3 separate regions of the Mus musculus genome follow, and all the other regions are linked to region 1. Evidence: chromatin contacts called from public promoter capture Hi-C data. All regions are on one chromosome and are shown on one strand. The core of a region is the stretch at or near the end of the contact, and the rest is flanking DNA. Distances in the headings are between cores, read along the strand shown. Region 1 holds the start of Reck (reversion-inducing-cysteine-rich protein with kazal motifs). Region 2 holds the start of Hint2 (histidine triad nucleotide binding protein 2). Region 3 holds the start of Clta (clathrin, light polypeptide (Lca)).

Region 1 (3,654 bases), core at 688-3,187:
TTGTTTGTTTTTTTATTATTGAGACAGGGTATCACTCTGTGACCCAGGCTGGCCTGTGTATTGTGGCAATATTCCTGCCTTAGCCTTCCAGGAATTGCAGGTGTAAACCACTACACCTGGCTTGTCCAAATACATCTAAGAGCTAACCTTTTGGTGTCTGCTATTCTACATGCTATACATGGATACCTCAGTTAATCCTCTTAGTAAAATCTTGAACCAGAAGTACCCAACCTTCTTAAAGCTCTGACCGTTTAACACACCTCATGTGGTGGTGACCCTCCCTCAACCATAAATGCTTTCTTTGCTACTTCATGACTTAAATTTTGCTACTGTTATGAATCATAATCATCTCTGGGTCTTTGATGGTCTTAGGTGACACCTGTGAAAGGATCATCGGACCTCCCAAAAGGGGTGGCGTCCCACAAGTTGAGAACCATAGATGTAGACGGTACCATATATAAGAATGTGGATATTAAAGTAAAAAAAAAGATTAAGGCTAAGTAACTTACTGAAGTTTTCCTAAAAGCCCTACTCCACAACAGTGGGATAAGAAGGGGGTAACTAGTATTCTTTAGACATCTTTGGACTAACTAGAACACAGAGAGATAAGCTGGATTAGTCAAGAATTCACAGTATTCTTTCGTCCCTTTTCTATTGGTTTCCTTACTAGTTTATAGTTAAATTTAGAATTCAAATAATTAACTAATCCCAGGTTCCTGTCACAATCTTCTTCAAATGCCTTCCTTTAAAATAAATAAATAAATAAATAAATAAAGCATCAACCAAAACTCCTTAATTTTAACTTCTCAGGCTTTCTTGAAAACTTCCTTGAGACTGGGTATGTTTTTCCCCTGAGTGCCTCTCCCTGTAAGCAACACACTCCTCCGTTACTTTTGTTATAAAAATTCCATTCATCTTTCGATGGCTAGTATAGGTAGACACTCGGTTTTTCTCATCTTCTAGGTGAATGTCAACGTTCCTCTGTGCACATGCAGCCCCACCCGCATCTCTCCTCTGAACCTGTCTGCCTGAATTCAAACTGCTTAGCGCTCCTGTCTTCCACCACCTATCAGCCTGAGGTGTCCCGGGAAGCACGAGTTCGTGTCACATCCGAACGCTGAGCAAGCGCAGGAAGGACAATCCTAAGCGGTCAAGCTTTCCATCCATCTCTGGTGCAACTGCTTTAACAGAGCCCTAGAACACACCTCTCTCCCGAAGCCAAGCCGCCACGGGGTGATTTATCGATGTGTAGTCAACCCCCACCCCACCTTACCCCATCCCCCAGCCGGGTCTCAGACCCACGGTGCACCCGCCAGGCAACCTTGTGGACCCTATCAAAGTTCACCGCCACTCAGGCCAAGTCAGTCAAATTAACAAGTGACAACAACTGACTGGGCAGCAGCAGGGGAGCTGCACCTACGTATCCCTTCCGCCCAGCGGTGCTATCCGGAGCCCAGGCACCTCCCTGTTTTCTGACAGGGACCCTGGCCAGGGACCAGGGTCCGGCAGGGCAAGGGGCCCCTGTCTGGGAGGTGACAGAACAAGGCCTCGAACCCCAGTCACCACCCCAGGGTTCGCAAGATCTTCAGGGAGAAGAAGACGAGGGCGGAGAGCGGCCTCCGGGTCGGGCTCCAGCCCGGCGTTCCTGACCGCCGCCCGCGGGTCTGGGGGCACGCGCACCCCGCCCCCGGCTCCGCGCCATCTTGGAGCGCTGAGGCACTCCTCAGGACCGCCCCGATCGTGGCTCCCGCGGCTACTCACCCGCGCTGCCCGGGGCCAGGCCCCCCGTCACCTCCGCGACCCCCGCCGCGGCCAGCAGAAGTAGCAGCGCGCTGCGCGGGGAGGCCCGGACGCTCGCCATGTCCGGGCCGGGTGGGTCCGAAGCCGCGGGATGCTCGGACCCAGCCTGGCCGTAGCAACCCCTGGCACCAGGCCCCGCCCCCGGCGCCTTGGCTCTCTGGTGATTGGCTGCGGCTCGCTGAAGCCCCGCCCCGGCCGCTCAGAGTTTTCAAAACCTCCCGGGGGGCGGCAGCGCGCCCTGGACCCTGGCTCTTTGTTATGGGCCAGCTGTGTGTCGCCTTCGGACTCGGGCTCCCGGGCTGCGGTCTTCAAACGGGAAGTCAGAGGCTGGAGACCCCTGTGGAATGCCTCTGTCCCGTGTCGGGGCACATAGGGGGTGGGGAGCCCGCAGCTCAGGGGCGACTGGCCTGCCGAGATCACTCTGCAGGTCCGTCTGATTTGCAAGGGCTAAGTCAAAGCTGAACTGTAGGGCGTGCACCCCTAGTTGAATCCTCCAGAACACTCTTACTATCCTGTCCAAAGGCTGCCTCGACCTAAAGAAGGCGTGTTACCTGGCCTCCCCTCAAAGCCAAAGGGCTCTGCTGAGGGCACGGATTCACAGGCTGGCTTCGCTGTTAATACCTATTGCACTCAGAGAAAGGGTCAGGGCAGCCTGTATGACTAGACTTAGAGAGCCTTGAAATTCAGAATTGGTTCGAGAGGATTTGGAGATGAATCTTTGAGCAGCTACTCCGGAGAATGTTCCAGAGGACCTAGGAATCAAAGCGAATTCATTGTGGAGAAACGCCCCCCACCCCCCACCCCCCCCTTTTTCCTGGCTACCTGGCCCTTGAACAGATAGCTCGTCCAGTTTAGAGACTTGCTGTTCAGAAGTGAAGCCAATTGCTTATTTCCAGATTCCTCTATTCAGGTCACTAACAGCAGCTTTCTCCTGCGACAGATGGTAACTATGACTGTAATGAAAAGAACAAAGTCTTGACACCCTCCTCGAGTCCAGATTGTACACTACTCCCGACTAGCCCCGTGTCTGTGGGTGAGGACATTTTTACTTCTGAGCCTCCCCCCCACCCCAACCCTCATGCTGGCCTTCTTGATAAGATTAATGAACGTATTGTGTTTATTTACTTATTTTGAAGACAGGATCTCATACAGCTCAGGCTGACCTTGAGTTTACAATGAAGCCAAGGCTGGCCCTGATTTCCTGATCAAGCGCACAGGAACCCAGTCTCATATTGTATTTAGAATGTCTCAGACAGTGCTTGACCCAGTGAATAATTGAGATATCTGAACTCAGGCCATGGGGCTAACTGGCTGAACGTATTTCCCACTCTGCCCCTACTACTTTGTGCTTCTTCAAAACAACAGACTTTCTTTATTAAAAACACTGAGGACAAGCCGGGCGTGGTGGTGCATGCCTTTAATCCCAGCACTTGGGAGGCAGAGGCAGGTGAATTTCTGAGTTCAAGGCCAGCCTGGTCTACAAAGTGAGTTCCAGGACAGTCAGGGCTATACAGAGAAACCCTGTCAACAAAACAAAACACCACTGAGGACTGTATTACATCGTTTCTGCCCCACCCTCTTCCCTTATCAACTAAGGCTTTACTTTCTGGAACAGTTCTAGGCTCATAGCCCAGCTGAATGGACGGTACTAAAACATAAAGTGCCCCTCATATGCACAGCCTCTCTTACAACCAATGTCCACCACCTGGCACCTTTGTGACAATGGGCGTGCCCGAGCTGACACGCGGAGTCACTATTGGGAATGTGCTGTGACAAATGTATAGCGTTTATCTACCACTCTTCCTTTTAACTTTATTTAAAGTGTAGCTGTCAGGAAAAGTGTGTGGTTCACCT
Region 2 (3,654 bases), core at 496-2,995, 220 kb after region 1:
GAAAGGCCATTTGTAAAGAAAGGGATACAGCCTAGATCGCTAGGACCCCAGGGCAAACATCATATGGTGACATATTAACCCTCAGGGAGGGAGGTCTAATAATATAGTTATGTAAGAGAGATTGACTGTCCTGACTCCAGAGTGTCTCGGCATTGGTGGTATGTGCTGTGATAATCATATAAAACTAATTCTGTTAATAGAGTTACTGTGATCAGGTCACTGGGGACACAGTGTGTGGCCATTGCAGTGTATAAACTACCGTAATCTGAAAAACATAACAAGGAGCATGACATTTATTACTACCATAAAAAGCTGCAGAACAGCAAAACACCAAATACTCAACTGTTGAGCATTTATATATCAGGACATGTGCAAACACATAACAGCCTCTAAAGATATAATAGTAACTTACCTTATTGTGCCAGACCAGAACTCTCCAGGTGGTGAGTATTTAGAGGGGTGGGAGTGAGGGGATACTAGTGTTTTTTTGAGACAGAGTCTTGCTGTGTAGACCACACTGGCCTGGAAATCATGAGTGATCCTCCTGCCTCTGCTGCTCAAGGGAAATACTGTGTTTCTTATTTCAAAACATGAAGCAGAACTGGCGAGATGGTTCAGTGCTTGCTATACTTGTAGAGGACTTAAACTTGGTTCACATCAGGAGGCTCACACTATGTGTATGTAACTCCAGCTTTAAGGAGGCATCTTTGGCACCCTCTTCTGGCCTCTACAGACACCCACATGGGCTTGCACATACACCCACATGTAAACAAATAAATCTTTAAGGGCTGGAGAGATGGCTAAGCAGCTAAGGACATATACTGAACTTGGAGAGCACTGGAATTCAGCTACCAGCACATACATCAGGTGGCTCTCAACAGCCTGTAACTCCAGCGCCAGGACATCCTACGCCTTATAGCATCCATATGCACATAACCCACAGGCGTATACACACACACACACACACAATTTTTGTATTTAAAAAAAGTGTATACAATCAGACCTGCCTCACTGAAAATGCTGGGCACAGAGGTAACGATACCACCCACCATTTATGAAGTGGAGAAAAGAATAACGCATAGTATAACATACATCCTCACTCGTTTAAGGAAAAAAAAATGCCCTGAAAACTGATGTAAGTGGGAGCAAGAACAGGAAGAAATTGATCTCGATTTTAAAAAGATATTTTCATACGATATGTTTTAAATCTTTGCAGTGGTCCAAAGGCTGAAATTGTTAAGAAAAGACTGGGTGCCTACCCTACAGATTTTAAAAAAAAAAAAAAAAAAAAAAAAGGTCCCAATTCACCTTGAGTCCCGCCCATGTTCTTCGGGAGCCAATAAACACCGAATGTCCTCAGAACCCCGCCCTCCTGACCAATGCGGAGATGGGTCTGCGCTACTTTTAGCCTTTTGTACAGCAGGTGGCGAGGCCCCGCCCTCTTCACCCCCCTTACCCCTCAAGAGGGGCCAGAGCTAAAAGGGACAGGCCGAGAACGAGCGCTTGGTCAAGGTGGCGAACCTGAGTCCATTAGGAGAATATCCCACCCCCAGGTTTAGTCCTTCCAATGGAATGGGAATGTATCTCAGAGTGAAACTGCGTAGGGACCCAATGGAAAAAGAGTTTTCACGCTACCAAACAAAAATTGGCCCTGCGTTCGCAGAGGCAGCCAATGAGATGTACGACGGGACCCGCCCCCCAGCAGGCCACGGCCAATGGGGCTGCGCCTGCAGGCGACACTCTCAGGAAGATGGCTGCTGCTGTGCTGCTGGCCGTGGGCTTGCGCGCTGCGCGCAGAACCCTGGCTGCCGCGGGGGCCCGGGGGGCGCAGGTGAGAAGCAGCCAGAGGGACGAGGGGTCTTGCAGGCACTGGCGCGTTCCGGGCCCGGCACGCGCAGCACTCATCCCCGCGGAGCCACTGCCTCGACCAAGGGTCAAATTCCGGGACTCTGCGGGCGGGCAGGTCTGACTCCAGTCCCGGAGAGAAGCGATCTGCCTGCGACCGCTTCTGGGAACAGCCGGGGGGCGTCTCGGTTGAGATGGAGCGTGTGCTGCTGTCCGGGAGCCAGCTCTCGGCTTACCTCAACCGTGCCCCTTGCAAGAAGTGAGTGCTCCCTTCTGGGAGCTAGCCGGCTGTCTTCCTCGGACCTCTGACCCTATAATGTGCACCAGTTTTGCTCCTTCATCTTTCACACACCACCACACGCAGCAGCGATTTCATTGACCCCACTGTTTTGCTTCAGTGTCACACACTGGCTCCAGCCCTCTCTGAACCGGTGGGAAACTGGGATATCCCTACCTATTATCCCCTCAGGTACAGCCTAGTTCACTTAGCTGAACTCTTCCGTAACTCCGCTGATTCACATGACTGGAACCGAAAGTCCAGTGTAGAAGCCAAGCATGGTGGCGCATTCCTATAATCCCAGCAATGTGGGAGACTGTGGCAGCAGAATTACCAGGACTGCGCCAGCTTGGCCTGCATAGAAACACTAACAGGAAAGCTGCACAATAAGATTTGACACCCAAATGAGAAATCAGCCAGTGTCAGGACAAATACATTAAATCAAGTAACAAGGCTTAAAGATCAGAAAACGTGTAGTAGAAATACGTTAAAAACAGTAAAGAGTTTCATTCATGCTTTGAAGTTGTCAGGGGCATTCATCTGATGTATGCAAGGGTAGCGTTGGAACTGAGGCCTCAATGTTGTCTTGCTTTGGGGAACAGAGTCTTATGTATCCCACACCAGCCAAGAGTCTCTAAACGTAGCCAATCCTCCTGCCTCCCTGACCTAGGTGCTGGAATTACAAATGTACGACTCCACACCCAGGGGAAAACCTCACTCTTGAAACTGCCCTTCTGGGTCTTCTTACCTGGGTAGTGCTAGATTTCTCAGGCACTGTTACAGGAATCAGTTGCACTCCTAAGTCCCGCATAGGAATCACTGCGTGTTCTGTAACCAGGTCCACCATCACCTGGCCTACTCTTCAGGCTCTGAAAGTCAGGAATTTTTCCTTGGAGTGAAAAGCACTAATAGGTTCTTAGAAGAATGGTGTTAGTAACACTCAGAGCCCAGCATCTTCCAACCTCAACTAAGTGTTTGGGGAAATTACTCTCTCCCTTGGGGTCACCCGCCCCACCCTCAGGTCCGAGGAAACGCAGGGGTGTCCGACGGGAGTGAAGTGGCCAAGGCCCAGAAAGCAGCTCCTGGAGGAGCATCGCCAACCATCTTCTCCCGGATTTTGGACCGGAGTCTCCCAGCTGACATTCTATATGAAGATCAGCAGGTGGGGCCCAATCCTCTTGTGAATGTCATGGGTGCAATGGCGCCTGATGAAGTAACACCAGTCTCTCACCTGTCATTGCTCCCAGTGCCTTGTGTTCCGTGACGTAGCTCCTCAGGCTCCTGTGCACTTTCTGGTCATTCCTAGGAAGCCCATTCCTCGAATTAGCCAGGCTGAAGAGGACGACCAGCAGGTGAGGAGAACAGGGTCCGGGGGTGGGGGTGGGGGGTTGGGTGGGGGCTTGTCTGGGAGGAGCCCTGGATTAAACTAGAGGTTTGGCTCCTATGGGGAGAGCCACCTCTGCCTCTGCCCTCTCCCTTTAGCTTCTAGGACACTTACTCCTTGTGGCCAAGAAGATAGCACAGGCCCAGGG
Region 3 (3,654 bases), core at 429-2,928, 130 kb before region 1:
ACTCACAGGAGGAAATATGGAGACAAAGTGTGGAGCAGAGACTGAAAGAAAGGGCATCCAGAGACTGCCCCACCTGGGGACCCATCTCATATACAGCCACCAAACCCGGACTTTATTGTGGATGCTGGGAAGTGCTTGCGGATGGAAGCCTGATATGGCTGTCTCCTGAGAGGTTCTGCTAGTGCTTGACAAAGACAGAGGCAGAAACTCAAAGCCAACCATTGGACTGAGCTCGGGGTCCCGGATGGAGGAGTTGGAGAAAGGACTGAAGAAGCTGAGGGGTTTTGCAGCCTCATGGAGGGAGCAACAGTGTCAACAGGCCAGACCCCACTGGAGCTCCCGGGGACTGAACCACCAACCAATGAATACACATGGAGCAACCCATGGTGCTGGCCACCTATGTGGCAGAAGATGGCCTTGTTGGACATCAGTGGGAGGAGAGGCCCTTGGGCCCAAGGGTGTTCGATGTCCAAGTGTAGGGAAATGCCAGGGCGGAGGACCTTCATAGAGGCAGGGAAGAGGGGGTGGGGAGGTCTGAAGGGGAGACCTGGAAAGGGGGAAACATTTGAAATGTAAATAAAGAAAATATCCAATCCAAAAACAAAAAGATTGGAAACCTCTCAAGAGAGAGAAAGAAAAAGAGAGAGAAAGAAAGAGAGAGGGAGGGAGGGAGAAAAGGAAGGAAGGAAGGAAGGAAGAGAAAATAAATGGCCCCATAGGCTCCTAGGGACTGGGCCTATTAAGAGGTGTAACGCCTTGTTGGAGTAAGTGTGGCATTTTCAGAGGAAGTGATTAACTGAGGGGGCAGGCTTTGAAGTCTCAGAAGCTCAAGCCAGGCTTAGTGGCTCATTGTCTCTTCCTGCTGCCTTTGCATCCAGATGTAGAACACTCAGCCAGCTCTCCAGCACCATGCCTGCCTGTGTGCCGCCATGCTTCTCACTATGATGATAATGGACTAAACCTCTGAACTGTAAGGCAGCCCCAATTAAACATTTTTTTTTTAATAAGAATTGCCCTGGCCATGGTGTCTCTTCACAGCAATAGAAAGCCCGACTAACACAGGCATCAAGGGTGTTTCCAATTTCTGGCTTGTAATAATTATCTTTTTAAATTTACTTAATATTTATACCCATAAAAACACTGGAGGCAGGAGCTGTGGTAAAACCCCACTAGCTCAGCAAGGTAACTTTACTTTCTTAACTACAAAAGATCTATTTACAAGCCTGATTCTACAATAAACTGCTAGCTCCTTAGAAATCTTTCTAGCTGTGTCATTGTACTGAGCTAATCTACCTTTCTCTTGAGCTCCTCCAAACCCAAGAGGGCTCCTTAGTTCTTTCCTAGAATCCTGTTTCTCCTATGTCCTGCCCACTGGTTCTCTGAGGTTCCTGCTAGCCCAAAGAACAAATCCCTACCTTACCTGGATCTCCTTCTATGAAGCCAAGCCAAAAAGAGAGAGAGCCCAAAAGTCCAAGTGAGCAGAGCTCTCTCAAAGGTCCATTGCTATAAAAGAAGTCTCTAGCTCCTCCTTACACCCTGGCCAGGCTGAGCAGAGTCACGGACATGGTGGTGGTGGTGACTCCAAGCCAAGTCAGTGGGGGCCAAACCATTTCACCTGTACAGTGGAACAGCTCAAGGCCATCCAGCTGACTTTGCTTCAGGTCATAGAGCAAAGACCACAGACCTCCTCCAAGCAATGTGCCTTGAAATGGGCGGGAACTTTCAATTCTTTAGCATTCTTATCTATCTAGGCCTGTAGAGGCACACCCAAACTGCATCTCTTCCAGACACAACTGCCTCTCACAGACACTGTATCTTTGTGGGCTTTCCTGTTTTGCCAACACACAGGATGTCAATGTACAATCACCAACTACCCAGTGATACCGGCTATCATGAGTAGGACAGCAATGAACACGGCTGAGCAAGTGCCTCTGTGGGTTAGTGGTCCTCAACTTTGCTAATTCTGCGACTCTTTAATACAGTTCCTCACGCTGTGGTACACCCAACCGTAAAGTTCTTTTCATTGCCACTTCGTAGATGTAATTTTGATCCTGTTATGAATTGTAATATAAATATTTGCATTTTCTGATGATCTTAGGCAACTCCTGTAAAAGGGTCATTCAACAACCTCAAGAGGGTTGCGACCCACAGGCATTATAGTTGGGTGCCTCCCAACTACCTTGTCTAACTTAAATTAGCCTGTTTATTCTATCTACATCTGTCACGTGGCCATTACCTCTCACTCGGACCCAGCACGTAATCCTTCCAACTCTGCAACACACAGATCCTCCCGCACATGAGTCTTCCCACAGTCCCTTTCTCTCTACCAGGAAGTCCTGCCTTCTACTTCCTGCCCAGCTATTGGCTCTCAGATCTTTATTAAAGCCAATCAGAGACTGCTTTAGGCAAGTGAAAGAGGACAGAAACACACCTTCACACAGTATACAAAAAAATTCCAACGCTCACCATCAGTAGGTGAGAGTTTCCCTTACCCAATATCCTCACCGCTGTGAGCTGTCATTTGCTTTATTGATCTTGGCTATTCTTACTGGTGTGAGATGAAATCTCAAAGTAGTTTTGATTTGCATTTCCCAGATGACTAAGAATGTTGAATATTTAATTCTAAAGAAATTAAAGATGCTATTTATGTTTCATCTTTTGGAGACTGTATTTATTCTGTGCCCCGTTTTTAATTGGGTTATTTGTTGTCTTGATTTTCAGGAAGAGGTTGTTGTGTTTGGGGGTAGAAATTGGTTTAATTCTTTACATATTTTGGTTTTAGCCCTCTGTCAGATGCGTAACTGGTAAAGATCTTTTTTCATTCTGTGCCTAATTCTTTGTCCAAATGACAGTGTCCTCTGCCTTACAGAAGCTTTCCGTTTCATAAGGTTCCATTCATCAATTGTTGATCTCAACGCCTGTGTTAATGGTGTTCCTGCTCAGGAAGTCTTTTCCTGTGCCAGTGAGTTCAATAGAGTTTCCCATTTTGTCTTCTATCAAGTTCAGGGTATCTGGCCTTGTGTTGAGATCCTTGATGATAGACATGACACAAATCACTTTGCATTCTTCTACATGCAGACATCCAGTTTAACCAGCACCTTTTGTTGAAGATGCTGTCTTTTTTCCAGTGAGTATTTCTGGGTCTGTTAAAAATCAGGTGTTCAATGGGTCTGTACCTTTGGGTCTGGGTCTTTAGTTTGATTCCACTGTTCATCATGCTTGGTTTTGTGCCCACACCGCTTTGTTTGTACTACCATAGTGCTGTAGTCCAACGTGAGACTGAGGATGCTGCGGCCTCCAGCAGTTCTTCCATCATCCAAGATTATATTAACCATCCTGTGTATTTTTGTGTTCCCATATGAAGCTGAAAATCATCCTGTGAAAAGTTGTCTGTGAAGAATTGTGTTGGACTATTGGTGAGAATTGCATTAAATCTGTAGGTTGCTTTTGATAGGATGACCATTTTCACTATATTAATCCTACCAATCCATGACATGGGACATCTTTCTATCTTCTGATATCCTTTTCAATTCCTTTTTTCAATGTCTTAAAGTTTTTGTTACACAAGTCTTTCATTTGCTTGGTTAGAGTTGCCCTAAAATATATATATTTTTTAATTATTGAGAAAGATTCTGTTTCCCTGGTCTCTTTCTC

What was found. Capture Hi-C pulls out chosen DNA fragments and counts their contacts.
Region 2: a promoter capture Hi-C map of adipose tissue shows a contact between it and region 1. The contact joins the promoter of Hint2 here to the promoter of Reck in region 1. A contact is called at or near these places in 16 of 39 promoter capture datasets (the 3T3-L1 cell line, 3T3-L1-derived adipocytes, the HPC-7 cell line and 8 more), 6 of 484 Hi-C or Micro-C datasets (CD4 T cells, the HL-1 cell line, embryonic stem cells and 2 more), 8 of 115 datasets of contacts at active chromatin or transcription factors (astrocytes, embryonic stem cells, forebrain and 1 more) and 3 of 9 other capture datasets (adipose tissue, liver and pancreatic islet).
Region 3: a contact with region 1 is called in a promoter capture Hi-C map of adipose tissue. The contact joins the promoter of Clta here to the promoter of Reck in region 1. A contact is called at or near these places in 2 of 484 Hi-C or Micro-C datasets (both in embryonic stem cells), 8 of 115 datasets of contacts at active chromatin or transcription factors (bone marrow-derived macrophages, effector CD8 T cells, embryonic stem cells and 3 more) and 3 of 9 other capture datasets (adipose tissue, liver and pancreatic islet).

Annotation. Positions count from the first base shown.
Region 1 is chr4:43,873,813-43,877,466 of GRCm38.p6, reverse strand. It overlaps Reck (reversion-inducing-cysteine-rich protein with kazal motifs), which reads right to left and starts at 1,937. Exons shown (of 21, transcript NM_016678.2): 1 at 1,762-1,937. The coding sequence starts at 1,861.
Region 2 is chr4:43,654,536-43,658,189 of GRCm38.p6, reverse strand. Hint2 (histidine triad nucleotide binding protein 2) reads left to right here and starts at 1,745. Exons shown (of 5, transcript NM_026871.1): 1 at 1,745-1,831; 2 at 3,144-3,284; 3 at 3,370-3,474; 4 at 3,605-3,654. The coding sequence starts at 1,751. It also overlaps the pseudogene Gm4748.
Region 3 is chr4:44,002,467-44,006,120 of GRCm38.p6, reverse strand. Clta (clathrin, light polypeptide (Lca)) reads right to left here and starts at 1,678. Exons shown (of 6, transcript NM_001080384.3): 1 at 1,421-1,678.